Regions from separate parts of the Mus musculus genome. Here region 2 is linked to region 1. Evidence: chromatin contacts called from public promoter capture Hi-C data. All regions are on one chromosome and are shown on one strand. The core of a region is the stretch at or near the end of the contact, and the rest is flanking DNA. Distances in the headings are between cores, read along the strand shown. Region 1 holds the start of Lrp2bp (Lrp2 binding protein). Region 2 holds the start of Acsl1 (acyl-CoA synthetase long-chain family member 1).

Evidence for each region. Promoter capture Hi-C pulls out the DNA fragments that hold promoters and counts their contacts.
Region 2: a contact with region 1 is called in a promoter capture Hi-C map of stem cell-derived epiblast-like cells, with 4 times the contacts expected there. The contact joins the promoter of Acsl1 here to the promoter of Lrp2bp in region 1. A contact is called at or near these places in 10 of 39 promoter capture datasets (the 3T3-L1 cell line, cranial neural crest, embryonic stem cells and 6 more), 1 of 484 Hi-C or Micro-C datasets (myocytes) and 1 of 115 datasets of contacts at active chromatin or transcription factors (effector CD8 T cells).

What each region holds. Positions count from the first base shown.
Region 1 is chr8:46,009,332-46,011,864 of GRCm38.p6, reverse strand. Lrp2bp (Lrp2 binding protein) reads right to left here and starts at 1,263. Exons shown (of 9, transcript NM_026278.3): 1 at 1,065-1,263; 2 at 631-751. The coding sequence starts at 730.
Region 2 is chr8:46,469,766-46,472,298 of GRCm38.p6, reverse strand. It overlaps Acsl1 (acyl-CoA synthetase long-chain family member 1), which reads right to left and starts at 1,262. Exons shown (of 21, transcript NM_007981.4): 1 at 1,069-1,262. It overlaps Gm31050 (a long non-coding RNA gene), which reads left to right and starts at 1,249. Exons shown (of 2, transcript XR_378936.3): 1 at 1,249-1,694; 2 at 1,800-2,308.

The DNA of each region.
Region 1 (2,533 bases), core at 14-2,513:
AGATGCTGTTAATCTCAGTTTCTTTCCAACTTCTCATCCCTAAAGCTTAGCTCAGAGAAAGAACATAACCTAAGCAGAGTCATGATCACAGCACCAACACACACCTGGCATAATCAAGAAGTGTTTATTGTGCTTGGGTGAGGGTTCACTGCCGGGTAGGCACTCCAATGCAGTCTCTGCATGCACTGGGCAAAGCTGTCTGTGAATGAGTTAAACTCTTAGCCTGAGCCATGTTAGGACTACTAATCAAATGGGCTGGCCATCTCCAGTTTAGTTTTTACAAGCTTATGTAAAAATAGCTTTCAGTATCCATTTGAAGTAAAGCGCAGCGTTGCGCTCTCTGAGGGAAGCAACATCTGGCGTCTCTTTTTTAGAACGAATCCCTAAGTGCTGGGGGGGGGAGGGGTGAAAATGTAATCAGGCTTGAATTGTGAAACACCTCCAGGATCAGCTTGCTGTCTGAGTAAGAAGGTCACTAATCTCCAGGAAAGCCAGAAAGGAGTATAACATTAACTACCTCCTGGAAACCAGTGGCATGGGTTTTTGTTTGTTTGTTTTGTTTATTCTAAGCTTACATGGAATTTCAGTAAAAATAGTTTCCAAGCAAGAATTAACTATTCAGATGTATACCGGGCTTTTCCTTCTTCCACTGGAAGAATTTCTGTTGTTTGGCAGCATACTGAGACAGAGAGAAAGGGTTTTTGGGCAACTTCTCGCTGCTCAGCTTCATCCTGTCTCCACAATGTGGGTCCTGTTAAGGAAGAACACATAGGTGGTTACAATTTCTCCTCCCGGGAAAGCACCAAGGGAGACTTCACTCCCCATCACAGAAGCATCTGCCCCACATTGCCTGGCCAAGGGACCCTGAGCTAGCAACAAATCCCGACTGGCTAAGGATTCACACATGGCAGGGGGCGTCCTGTCATTCCCAACTGCTGCCACTCAGTGGCAACAGACTACACCGCTCACAGTCGCTGCTCCTGTCACGGAGGACTTTCCTGTCGCCCTTTAACTGAAACTGGCCAGAGTAATCCGTTTCGGATGACAGGATGCGTCTGTTTTACCTGGGAATACACTGTGTTTTAGCTCTGTTGCTCAGTCTTCTCTTCCAGTCTGTACTGGATTGCCATGTTACCAGATGGACCACTGCTGCATGGTAAATCAGAGCCTTCATATAAAATGTAGGGGCCACCTCATTTGGGTTGAAGGAGTCCAGGTTGGCCTAAGCTGAGAGTAGTGAAGACAGCAAACTCTGTTGTTGCTATGCTTTTTTTTTTTTCTTTCTGTTTTGGTCTTTGACATTCTACTGGTTCAACTTACTTCCACCAATCAGGAGCCAGCGCCCAGGCCAGGTCTCTCTGATTGGTGGTCTACAGAAGTTCTTAAGAGAAGCTTTGTGTGATTGGAAAGCTGCATTTACATACTTACAGGATACTATTTTAGGCAACACGCTGCTTCATTGGATGAGAGTGGAACTCAAAAAAAAAAAAAAAAAAAGACATGGTTTACTAAGTCAGCAAAAAATAAAAATAAAATAAAATCACTGAAATGTCTGTATGTGGGAGGAGTTAATTAAGAGCTAATTTCTTTATCTGTAGTTTGAAATAAAGGTTCTTAAAGTGTCCTTTCCTTGATATACAAAGTTAATGGGCCCAGCATGGTGGCGAAATGTCTTTAATTCTGGCACTCAGGAGGCTGAGGTTAGCAGATCTCTGCTAGTACAAGGCAGCCTGGACGAAATAGTGAGACCCTGTCCACAACCAGACAAAAAACAAAGTTGCTGGTTACTGGGTTGGAGATGTGGTTTCAGCAGTTAAGAGCATCAGGGTTTAGTTCCCAGCACACCACAGGGCATCTCACAACTGTCTGTAACACAGTTCCTGGGGATTGGATGCCCTCTTCTGACTTATTCAGTCACTAGACACATGTGCCTAGTGTACATGTACACACATGTATCTCTCTAGTGATACACATACACACATGCAGTCAAACCACTCATACACATAAAAATAGAAAGAAATTAATTAAAACAAAACAACAACAACAACAAAAAAAAACAAGTCAAAGTGTTTCCAGAGGATCTGAACTTGGTTCCCAGAAGCCACCTTGAGTGGGTCCCAACCACCTGTAGCTCCAGCTCTAGAGAGTGACCACCCACTTCTCGGCTCTGCTGGCACCCCTCACATGGGACATATATGCATGCAGACACACATACACATACTCATAAGAATAAATCTTTAAAAAGTAAAGTAATTGGATTATGTATATTGCAAAATCTAAGTTTCCACTAAAGAATATAAAGTTCCCAATGAACGAAGCCACATGTGTAAGATATATAGAAGAAAGCAATCCAAATATGACAGCCTACTGTCAACCACCACTCACAAACTAGATGAAAAGATGTTATTTCTCTGAAGACATTAATACAGTGTGCTACTATCTAACAAGGTTTAGAGCAGAGGTTCTCAACCTTCCTAATGCTGTGGCCCTTTAATACAGGTCCTCATATTGTGGTGACCCCTCCAACCATAAC
Region 2 (2,533 bases), core at 13-2,512, 460 kb before region 1:
CTGTTTTCTGTTGTCACACCTCACCACATTGCTCCAAACCGATGGTTCCTTTCCGTTGCTCCCATTCTTAACCTTGCCCATTGCAGACCTTCAGTTCTTAACTTTGGTGAACTAGAAGGGTTTGGATGATTTCTGAGTTACGCTAATAATTTTCATTGGGCTAACCACAGATTACGTTTTGAAACGTGTATCCCAGAAACATAATCAAATGTCAAGTCCTTAAAGGGAAGACTAGAGATGGATACTCACAGTTCCAAGAGGAAGCATTTTCATAACGGCCATTCTTAACTAGGTTCCATAACCATGAGCTTGAGCGGTGTGGCAAGATGGTCTGTAAGCTCGGGCATAGTGCAGTGATTAGATGGAGCTGCCTTCTCTAGATTCTAATCCATGTGATCTTTTAAGTCCTGTATCAGCACTCGGGGTCTACGTTTCAAGGTGATAAATATCATTTTTGCTCCCTAATTTAAAAAAAAATTAAAAGCCAGATTGCCTTAAATCAATGACTCCATCACCACTGTGTGTAGTGGCTCTGGGAGCTCCTCTTGGAGACACCGCGAGAATTTCTACTTATGACATCGGGCTCTGAGCGCTGCTTCTGACCCTCCTCGAACGCTCGGCGCAGGGGCACGTCACAGAGCGGCACCGGGACAGTCCGTGTCCACGCGCGGTGAGTGCGCGCCTCACAATCCCCGCCTCTGGGGGTACGAGGGATGCGGTGGCGGAGACGCCAGGGTCCCCAGCAAGCAGGACCACCTCTCGGCACCTGAGCCGGGGAGGGAAGGTCCCAGCCGCCACACCAGCCAGGGACCGTGCAGAGAGGAACCTCTTGACTCCGCGGTGCACCAGCCCCGCGCGCGCACGGCCCGCGGGGGAACCCGGGCTCCGGCACCGGAAGCGGCGGCCGCCGGAGCGGCCCCAGAGCCTCCCGAAGCCGAGGGAAACGAGGCCGTGGAGCCCAGGCCGGAAAAGCGGAACGTCCCGCAGAGCCGCGGGGAGGTTCTCCCGTCTCGGCCCGGCTAGGGTCGCCTTGGCCGACTCGCGGCCCTTCGCGGCTGGCGCACTCACCTCCTCCGCTGCCCGGGCTGCTCCACAGGCGGCTGTCACTGCAATCCACGAACTGCCCCGCGCCGGGTTGCGATGCTATTTAAGGAGTCGCGGCCGCAGCTGCTCTCTTGGCTGCGCCACCGGCGTTGCAGCAGCAGCAGCAGGGCCGGGCGGCTGGTAGTGCGCGTGCCGTGCCACGCCGCCCCGCCCCGTCCGCAGGCTCCTCCCCGCCCCATCTCTTAGCGCGCCCACTCCCCCTCGCCAGCTCCTCCCCTCCTGTCGCACAGGTCGAGGCTGTCCCGCCCCATCACACCCACCGCTCCTCTCAGGTCCCGCCCCATCGGCGCCATTCCCGCCTCCCAAGCCCCGCCCTATCTGGGCTGATCCAAGCCCCTCAGACCCGCGGTGCCTCTCAGGCCACGCCCACCAGCTCCAGTCCTTCCCCTCCGGCCGCGCCTCCTCGGTCTTTTGCCCCGCCCCTTAAGGCCCAGTCCTCCTTCAGGTCCCGCCCAGTCCTGCTGACTCCGCCTCTCCCTCCAAAGCCGCAAGGTGGGCGTGGCCTCCCTCAGGTCCATGAGCATGGCTGTCAGCAAGCAAAAGCCACTAAGGTCACCCAAACTGCCCTCTAGTTTCACAACGAATCTGAGGTAGGGCAAAGGGTAAATCTGGAAGTCTCCTGAACCCTGATAATGTGATGCTATGGAATGTTGCAGGTGCCCTTTAGCTCTTCCATCCTTAACATTCTTCCACAGCTGACACCTTGGCATAGCCTCTCTGCTTGCTTCTCTGCTTGGAGGGACCACGGTAGCTGAAGAAGTCCCATCTTTCTTTAGCACAGATATACACGAACCCCTTTAATCCAGTTTCACCACGGTCCCCACACCAAGTTTCGCCACAGTCCTTGGCTAGGAATACAGGACTTCCGCAATATCCTGGCCATGAGGCATCTCTGGACAACCCAGGCCCCTGTGTGGTTCAAGTGAAAAGCAGACTTAGTCGTTGCTCAAGGACGGTGTCCACCTGCCAAGTTTTAAAGGCTTGTCTGCCCTGCTCAGCCTTGGCTCTGTAGACTTGACAAATCCCTTGGGAAAACCTTTTAAGGGCTACCAACGGCCAATGCAAGGCCAGTAGGATGGCTCACTGGGTTAAAGCCCATGCCTGTCACAAAGCCTGAAGTGCAATTCTCAATCCTCAGGACTGTGAGTTACCATGTGCGCATGTAACCCTTCTTCAAACGTCATTTTAAAAAATCTTAAAGATACCCCAAAGCTTTAAGATAATCTTTTAAAAGGTTAAATACTAGAGCCATCACTGTTGCTCAGTGTCCAGAACTGGTCAGTGTGGTTAAGGTAAGATGTAGATCATGCTAACATTTTGAATGGGAAAAAAAAAAGGTCAATATAATTGTTGCCAGGTTCACCTCATGCTATTGCATGAAGACAGTCATCCAGGTACAGGAGGGTTTGCTCCCAGCATTAGATGGAAG